Regions from separate parts of the Sus scrofa genome. Here regions 2 and 3 are each linked to region 1. Evidence: chromatin contacts called from public Hi-C data. All regions are on one chromosome and are shown on one strand. Each heading gives the region's core, a stretch centred on a gene start, on an enhancer-like site or on the middle of the called end of the contact. The rest is flanking DNA. Distances are from core to core; before and after follow the strand shown.

Region 1 (3,033 bases), core at 251-2,750:
GTGGCTTACTTTCCAGAGGGAAAGGGAGTGAATCTACGCAGAACACTTGGCATTGGTCTCCTTTTAGTCCCTCGAATGGGTAGAGCTCTTTCCCATGTAGAGCCACCAAACAAGCTGATGGCCAGTTAGAATGCCCTTCCCCCTGTGGCTTATGCCTGCTTATGTGTCCCAGTCCTCCCCCCTCCTAAAGCCAGCCCCTTCAGAGGGCCCTTTCTTCAACACCTTCCCTTCACTGGTCCACTTGCCTTTGATTCTCCATCAAAGTATTTTTTTTTCAAACTGCTGTAATAAGATTTAATTCAAACACCAGAAAATTCCCCCAGGATGTACAATTTAAGAGTTAGGACATTCAAGAGTTGTGCCAGCATCACAAATTAATTTTAAAACATTCATTTTACTACTTAATTCTTAGAGCAATATCTTCAGCCTGTGCTGTTATGTTTGTTTAGTTTTTTTCTTTCTCTATGCTTTGTCCTTCTACGTTAGCCAGTGAGCCCCATCAGGACAGGGACTGTGATGGCAATGCATAGGGTTGCGTCCTAAGCTCCTAGCAGAAACCTACTCACAGAGGAGCCAGGCAGAAAGATACAGTGAAAGCCTGAAGCTTGCCTCATCGACGCTTCCCTGCAGCAGGTGCGGGGCACCTGGATGGGAGCCTGATTCCCACTCGGGAAAACTTGAGGAGGAGAGGATTCTCAAAGGGAGTGTAGGGGGGGAATGTATGCCCTGGGGAGGCTTGTAACTGTGAGGTGGGGCCGTGGTAAATTGGGAAAACATCTTCAGTATAGCTATTGTTTTCAGAGAACCAACTAGGGAAAGTAACGCTGGGCAGTATCTTTCTGGCAGGCGGGGATGCGCCAAATGTAGAGTGATAAAGAAGGGCGTGAGGTCGGCAGTGATGGAGCACCGCATTAACGCGCCACAGCGCAGGTGGACTTTTCCCTCAGAAACTCAGACAGATACCCGCTGAGCTGGCACAATGGCGTTTCCGAAACTGTGCCCAACCTATTGGGGGCAGCACTTGATACTTGCAGAGGCCAGACGCGTCTTTCGCCTGCAACTTCCAAGCCGCAAGAGCTGCAACCTTGCCAATGACTCAATTTTCCCTGCGCCCTCTGGGCTGTGCCACCCGCCGCAGCCGCGCATCTCCCCCTCCTGACAGCCCCCGGCGTCTCAGAGAAGCAGCGCCCTTCCCAGGGGAGCCGCCGGCGCACCTGGCGCCTCGGGCGCCAGGGCCCTTCGCGCGGGTGGCCACACAGCCCCGCGCGCAGCTGCCTGCGCTCTCCCTCCCCAAACACTTAAGTGGAGTGGCTTGTCTAGCGCCCAGCGAACAACATTATCCAATTGCTTCCCGTTTTATTCGCAGGCTGGGAGCTGAGAGAGCCTGAGCGTTCACTTTCAACCCTCAAGGGGAGGAGGGGGTGCGGGCTGGGAGGAGAGACGCTCCCGGCTCCACCTCGCGCGCGGCGCGGCCAGAGCGCCCGGCCCCGGCAGAGGCGAACAGCGCCGGTGAGCCCCGCAGCAGTGCGCCTGGCAGCCCGGAGCACCGCGATGGAGTGAGTATCCCCGCACAGCGCGCGCGGCTTGCCAGCTTTCCCCTTCCTACGTTGCCATGGCGACCAAGGCAGCAGGAGAATCCGGCTCGGGTCCTGGTCTCGGAAGGGTGTTTAATTTCAGCCCGGCGTGTAAGCCTAGCGTTTCTATAGCAGCAGCCGCTGCAGCAGGAGCTAAGGGCTAGGAACCCCGGGATGCGTGGTTTTGGCCGCTGCCCCTTGGCCAGCAGGGCCTCGGCGGGGAAACGGTGTTCCTAAGGAGGGAGGCATGTTCTAGGCTTCCCTGTCCCTGCCTCAAGCTTCCGCCACTCAGGGAGTTGGCCGCAATAGCCATTACTTCCGATTCGTAACCATGTCAGCATTATTGGACTGCAGTTTTTTTTTTTTTTTTTTTTTTTAAGCGCGGGGGAGGTGGTCACTGCGGATCAGAACCAAATGTGGCTCGGTGTGAAGTCGTGTAATGGAAAGATGATGAGTTAGTGGGTAACATGAGCCAGAGCTGCAATGCCCTGGCTACCAGAAACCATGAGGATCCCCTCCCCCAAATAACTGATTTGTTTCTGGGGTAATTGAGAAAGGAGATAGAATCTTAGGACCAGCAGCCCAGGTTGAATTACAACGTTTGGCATCGTGGGTACCGAGTGGGAGGGGTGGGCAGGAGAGGGCATGAAGGCAAGAGGGGCGTTAACCAGAAAACGACACAATAAAGGGCTCCGATGTGGGTTCGGACTGGGGTTCTTCTCTGTCTTTTTGGTCACTCTCCCAGGCTGCTGCTGCAGCAGAGCCACTCTGACAGGCGACAGGCTCCAAGAAAGGGTCATTTTGGGAGCCAGCTATTAGATACCTGGTCACTTGGTCATCATCTCCTCCTCCTGCTCTCTTCCCACGGATACTCCCTGACATTGAAGCTGTATGAAATCATAGTTCAGCCTGGAGATAATGTCCTGTTTTCAGGTATCAGGACTTTCATGCCAAACCCAATAAACCCTAGATGCAGCTTTCCTGCCCCACCCCCCCGCATATCTGATTGTGTACATGCAATTGAATCCTCACCATCAAGGCTGCTGAAGCAGAAGTGAGAGATGGTGTGGCATTTTGGCAATGACGAGTTGTAGATTTCAACCTCCACCTTGGCTGGTCCTAGTGTTGTTGATTTCCTACCCCAGTAATTTTGATGTCTCTAAGCCTCAGTTTTCCCATCATACAGTGGAGACAGAGATGTTCCTTACTGACTTTGAAGTGTTGGGAGGATAATATTTTATCTCTTCTAAAGTGCTCTGTAAATTGTAAGGTATACCCAAATTTAAAGGGCTGATGATTAAGGCTCTGGAGTCAGTTTGCTGGGTTTGAGTCCTTTTACACTTTGCTGCATGACGTCAGCCCCTTTGGGACTCATTTGTGGAAACAGAAATAGTAATAGTAACAACTCCTTCATGTGATATTTGTGAAGATTGCAAGACCAGTGCTCTAGCCCCTGAGC
Region 2 (3,033 bases), core at 219-2,718, 240 kb after region 1:
AAGACAGCTGGCTATTTTCCCAAAGGCAAGAAAATTCTACCATTTTTCAAGATTTTTGACTGAAATTAAGAGCAATGTAGCCTTGAAATGATGACATCAAGGTGACAAGAAAGGAAGACGAGAACTCAGTACAATGGATAAATCGAGCATCAGATTCTTTGTACAACTTTTCACGGGCAATGTCCATATGGCCCTGTCCATTGATTATATTCTTGGCTCACTAGAAACCAGAAGTAAAATGGACAAAAAAAAAAAAAAAAAGCTGGAATTATTGAAAGCAAAGTTTGAATGAGATATTTTTCTTTTTAAAACATTTTGAATGTTTGATCTTCTGTGTGCTCTATTTCCCATTGGGGTGGGATATTGGGAAAACCCAAAGGATTGTTCTGGCTTGGGCCCATCATCAACCATTTGTCCACACCATCATTGGATGTGGTGGGTCCCTGGAAGTCACTGGCAGACCACATCTGGATTTCCCATTGATGCTTTTGGAAATTTTAGGCAATTAGATCCACACTAGTCTGTCTCCGTAGTGTCTTCTCCAATTAAAAAGCCTTATCACTCACCTTGTGGTTTTCCCTTCTAAGATTCTCTAATTTCACCAGGTTTTATTTCAATGTTTGCTCTTAACTTTTTTTGGTGAGAAATACAGTGAAAATTTGTCTCTCCCCTCCCCTGCCTCGGAATTACCCCAGTGAGGATGAGAGACCTCAGAGCAGTAAATGAAAATAGAACAAACTGTTGCAAAGCCAAGGTGCTGATTCTAGCTCTGCCAGTAATTTGCTGTGTGACTTTGAGCAAGTCTCTCATCCTCTCTGGTCTCAGTTTCCTCATCTTCTCAGCAAGGCATCTCTCAGGATCTTCCAGCTGCAGTACTCTGGGATGCTCTAATTTGGCTAGGGAGCCCTCTTTGAGCAAATATACCTGTGCAGAGAAATGTACTATTGCAGAAGGAAGTAGTTTTGGAGACAGGCCAGAAACAGGAAAAGAGATTAAGTTATCTTAGAAACAAAAGCCCTGTGTGTAACTGACTCATCCCAGAGGTGACTAATTCATCTGAACAGCGTCAGTTCTAAAATATGTCACATCAAAATATTCATTAAATAAAATATTACATCTCGGTTGCTAACCCAGAGAGGGCCATGCAGCTTTTTAGAAAGAAAATTCAAGATGCAAGGGGTTTGGCTCATCTCTGCTTCCGACTCAAGATTCTTCGAGTGCCTCTGTTGGTCTCTGATGGACACCAGAATTCATTTCATTTTCCACATTCTTGAGAGGCTCAAAGCAGAAGACGGGCGACATCAGGCATAAGCATGTGTGTGTTATTTTATGGGATTTTGGCAACCAAGAAGATGACAGCCACCCACAAATAGCCTTTCTAGAAAAGGCAGCCACCGCAATGTTCCTTGGAATCACAAGGACACTTGCTCAGAATTCAGTGTGTTCTTTTTGCCTGCTAATTTTAACTCAGCTACACTGTTCTTTCTCGGCAGGGCATGGAGCATGCCACATTGGCTTTCCACGTCTGTGCCCTTCCAGCACATTTGGCGAGTCCTGATCTCATTCCTATTCTTTTTGGTTCTCCAAAAGAAATCTCTATATACTATAAACCGTATGGTGACATAATGATAGCACTAGATCATCTAATATTCATTGGTCTCTTACTCTGTCCTGGGTACTAACCTTGCTCTGGGGCCTCCTTAAATTCCTGAATATTCTTCTTTCATTCCCAGCACGTTCCCTCAGAGTAATGGTGATGATAATGATGCTCATTTTATACCCGGGAGAACCGAGGCTTAGGAGATAAAGTAATTTGCTGTTCCAAATGCCCCCTTAAGAAGTGAAAGAGCCAGCATTTGGCTCCAAAGCATATTCTCCAGAATCCCAAGAGTTGCTCTTCAAAACTAAAAATCTCTGAGACCTGTGATATTCATTGAGATCAACTAAAGTTTACCTCATGGTTTAAGTGGATGGACAGGTAAACGTGCTCCTTCCTCCTCAGCCCCCATAAATGCCTCTTTAGGAAGCAAATGGGCAGAGACCTGGCAGGTGCTGGGCTTGGATCCAAAGTGAGTGGTCATCATGACTGGGGAGGCTGCCCCCTTCAGGCTGTTTCAGGAAGGACAGGTTCTATTTTTCAGATTTGGTTCCTTTCCTTCTCTCACTAAGCCCTTTGCTTGTGAGTACACTTTCTCGGCTGTATACAGCTTAAATCTCTGCTGGAAGTGATGCAGAGTTGAGTAAAGGGCTCCCAGCATAGCATACTGCTTAGGAACCTGGACCTTGGAATTTAATTGACCTTGGTTTGAGCCCTAGTTCTGAATTTACAGGTTGTTTGATCCTGGATAAGCCATGTAACCTCTCTGGACTTGAATTTCCTCACCCGTATGCTGGGGATAGCAATGCCCATTCTGAAGAGTTGTTGTCATATGTGGAGATTATGTGCATTTGTGAAGTGCCAAGTACAGTAGGCTGTCAGGAGGTAAGAGTAGTGCTATTGTTATTGTTTTCTCTATCCTTTTAGAGAGAGTTCCCATGAGTAACACTATTGACATTTTGGGCCAGATGATCATTTGTTGTGGGTGGCTGTCCTGTGCTTTACAGGATATGTAGCAGCTTCCTGGCCTCTACCAAGTAAATGCCAGTAGCACCACCCTCCACCTCTAGTCAATGACAATCAAAGTATCTTCAAGTGTGGCTGAGTATCTCCTAGGGGACACAAAATAGCCCCCAATTGAGAACCCCTGCTCTAAAGCCCAGAATTACAAGTGTTAATACTAAGATAAAAAATAAATAACCCCATCAAGTAGCTTCAGAATACAGAACCCTAAAAAGATTTATGAAGATAACATTAATGATTTTCAGTGAAGAATGACATGAAGTGTTTCAGTTGCTTGAAATAGGAGGCGTCTCTCAAACGCTGAGCCATGAAAGTCAGTTCTGCATTAAAAAGTAATGGTTGCCCTTTTTTTTTTTTTCTGGCATCCAATACTGGGCTGGTTTTGCAAAGGCAGCGATTTTTATGACAGCTCA
Region 3 (3,033 bases), core at 182-2,681, 170 kb after region 1:
TTTTGATTGTATTTTAAAATTCAGCTTACATGCAATTGGAGTTCAGTTAATTAACTCCAAGCTAGAATGGAATCTCAGTCTGGATTGGAATGGATCTGCATTTCATTAGCTTCTTCCTCCAAGATAATATTTAGATGCCACATAAACAGCCTATCATCCTAGAGGTGAAATCATAGAACTTGGTAGTTTCTCCCTCATTTTTGAACAATCATGATTATTTATGCAGTAGTAATGGAATCAAGCAGTGATCATTTGACTTTTTTTTGCCGTTGAGGTTAATTTGTCAATTTCCTGCCAGCCTTCCGTTACCTCGAGTACGCATTTTCCTGGTTAGCTGACAAATCAAAATTCTAATGATGACAGTGCCAAGAGGCCTTGGCAGAGTTTATTTCTGTGGATTTTTCCCCAAGTCATAATTGGTTGATTTTTTTCCTTAAGATTTTCCAGGACAAAGGATTTTTTATTTTTATTAACATCTTTTTTTTTTCCCCAAACAAAATGTGAAATGTGCAAAGAAGTGAAGAGAATGAAATCATCTAAAAGTACCTGCTGTGGGGGGCTGAATATTTTAACCTTCTAACAGGGGAAAAAATGTCCATAATCTCAACAGCTAACAAATTTGTGGGATTTTCTTGACATCAGTTTTATGTAGGTATAATTAGACTCCATTTAAATTTCCCTTTGAGCTTTTTCACTTACCATTTGCATGGGAGTTCCCTGGTGGCCTAGTGATTAAAGGACCTGGTTGTGTTACTGCCATGGCTTGGGTAAATGCCATGTTACGGATTCAGTCCCTGACCTGGGAATTTCCATATGCTGTGGGTAGAGCCAAAAAACAAAAAACAACCAACAAAAAACCATTTGCATGAATGTGTTCTCATGCTGTTATAAACTTTTCATAAATACAGTTTTAATTGACTGTGTAATCATTAGTTAGGAGTACATTTGGCCGTGAGTACCAGAAAAGCTGAGAAACAATAGCTTAAGAAGTATTTTAGTTTCAAAGAAGAAATTGGGACAATTAAGGGAGCTCTTGGGTTAAGGGACTTCTCATTGAAGGCATAAGGAACTGTTGATGCTCTCGTGCTCTTTGGGGAGTCTGGGTCACATGACTGCCCTCACTCAAAAAAAAAAAAAAAAAAAAGTCTGGGAAGGTGAGTTGCTAACTTTTCCAGCCTCTGTAGTGGAGAAATGCAGGTTTCTTAAAGTGGTCAGAATTCGAATTACTGTATCAAAGGGCAATGGATTTTTTTTTTTCTTCAAAATTCCAGTTTGATTGCTTACCTGGCAAGTGACAGGATTTAAAGAGAATCAGCTTGCTCTGTTTATGACCATCTAATTTGGTGCTGGAGCACAAATGTACAACCAGTCATGAAAGTTGCATCAAAACCAAGACCAGTAGATATCAGTTTCAGGGAGGCAGCTGTCAACACAAGATAAGGAGAAATTCCTCAGCGTTTAGAGCTGGCCCAGTTTGGAATGAACTGCCTCATGGGATGGTGAGTAGCTTGCCCCAAAATGCAGAGACTGGACAGATAGTTGGTATGTGGGCAGAAGAGGTAATTTATGGATCAAGTGAAGTGGACCAGGTGACCTCTAACATCTGTACATCTCCATGATCAGAAGGTTAGGATACGTTTGCTGAACTGCTTCCCAAAGCACCTAGGGTATTGGCTGTGTGGTGAGCCTTGCTCCAGTGTTGCTTGTTAGTTACTGGAAGTGTAGCTGGTAGAGTGATTGATTGCCTGACATGGAGCCATTTATCTCCGAGGCTCCAGGCTCTAGTGCTGTAGGAAAGCCCTGTCTTAGGTTCGGGGCCAGCCATTGCCTGTCCCCTAAACCAGCCTCATCCAAAGTTACACATCTTTTTTGCCTTACTGCCTGGTAACATGACAATTATTTTTCTCAAGGCCATGGCATCCCCTTTTGTGTGCCCACAAAATGTGTTATGTTCCTCGTGGGGAAAACAGTGTGGACATGATCTTGTCATTACTCAATAATAAAATGAGAAACATAAAAACCATCATCCCTTTGATCTATTTGCAAAATGAGCCTACTAAATGGAAAGTTTCATTAATTCAACTCATTTTCTGTGAACAATTTAAAGCTATAAAGTCAGGTATGATCTATCAACAAGTGAGTCTAAGTTTATGTGATTCAGGCAGCATAGATTTTTTTTTTTTAGCATCTCCTACGTGGTAGACACATTTGTGGGTGCTCAAGATGCCAGAGTAAATACAACATGGTCTTTGACCTCATGGGGCTTGCATTTGTGGTGGTGGTGGTGGGTGGGAAGGGTGAGACAATTTACAATTAGATGAATAGAAATAGAAAGAGGAACAGCTTACAAATAGGCAAATGAGTAGCATGTGCTGTGTTGGTTTGTAGTATGGGGACTAGGGGACTAGGCGGGAATGCCTTTATTGGATGGTCAAGGAACCCTTTCCCAACAAGATGATGTTAGAACTGTGACATATAATGGAGGAGTGAGCCACGTGGGCAGCTGGGGGAAGTACACCCCTGGCAGAAGGCACAGTGAGAACATCCTTGGTGTGTTCAAGAAGCAGAAACACATAGATACAAAGATCAGGTTAGTTACCAGATTGGAAGGGAATTGATGGGTGGGTAAAGGGTTAAGTGGATGAAAGATGGTAAAAACTAGATTTATGGTTGTGATTGTTTTATGGTATGTGCTGATGTATAACTCTGTACACCTGGAACTTATATAATGTCGATGATGAGAATAATAATTAAAAGCAGCAGGAAAGCCAGTGTGGCAGGAGCAGAGTGGTGAAGGAAAGTGCTAGGAGATATGACCAAAGAGGTGGTGGCCAGGAAGAGATGACATGCATTTAGATACTAGGTTATGGACTTTGGCTTTCCCTTGAGGTAAAATGAGGATCCACTGGAGGGTTTGGAACACCATGTGAACTGGTTTTTGTTTTTTTTTTAAAGGCGTACTCTCTCTGCTGTGGTGAGACTAGTTAGTGAGGGAGGCAAGGGAGAAAGCAGGGAGACCAGTTGAGAGGATAC

What was found. A called contact is a pair of places that touch in the nucleus more often than the background predicts.
Region 2: a Hi-C map of heart right ventricle shows a contact between it and region 1, with 5 times the contacts expected there. The contact joins two enhancer-like sites. A contact is called at or near these places in 2 of 47 Hi-C or Micro-C datasets (fetal heart ventricle and heart right ventricle).
Region 3: a Hi-C map of heart right ventricle shows a contact between it and region 1, with 2.2 times the contacts expected there. The contact joins two enhancer-like sites. A contact is called at or near these places in 2 of 47 Hi-C or Micro-C datasets (embryonic fibroblasts and heart right ventricle).

Annotation. Positions count from the first base shown.
Region 1 is chr1:250,679,456-250,682,488 of Sscrofa11.1, forward strand. No RefSeq gene overlaps it. Among named protein-coding and RNA genes, the nearest start is that of PTPN3, 98 kb to the left of the region's middle. Within about 2 kb of position 1,501, at least 19 of the 83 cell types and tissues checked have an H3K27ac peak or open chromatin away from gene starts, as enhancers often do.
Region 2 is chr1:250,916,168-250,919,200 of Sscrofa11.1, forward strand. The region is part of intron 3 of PALM2 (paralemmin 2); the gene reads left to right. Among named protein-coding and RNA genes, the nearest start is that of PALM2, 94 kb to the left of the region's middle. Within about 2 kb of position 1,469, at least 7 of the 83 cell types and tissues checked have an H3K27ac peak or open chromatin away from gene starts, as enhancers often do.
Region 3 is chr1:250,851,015-250,854,047 of Sscrofa11.1, forward strand. All of the region lies in intron 1 of PALM2 (paralemmin 2), which reads left to right. Among named protein-coding and RNA genes, the nearest start is that of PALM2, 28 kb to the left of the region's middle. Within about 2 kb of position 1,432, at least 4 of the 83 cell types and tissues checked have an H3K27ac peak or open chromatin away from gene starts, as enhancers often do.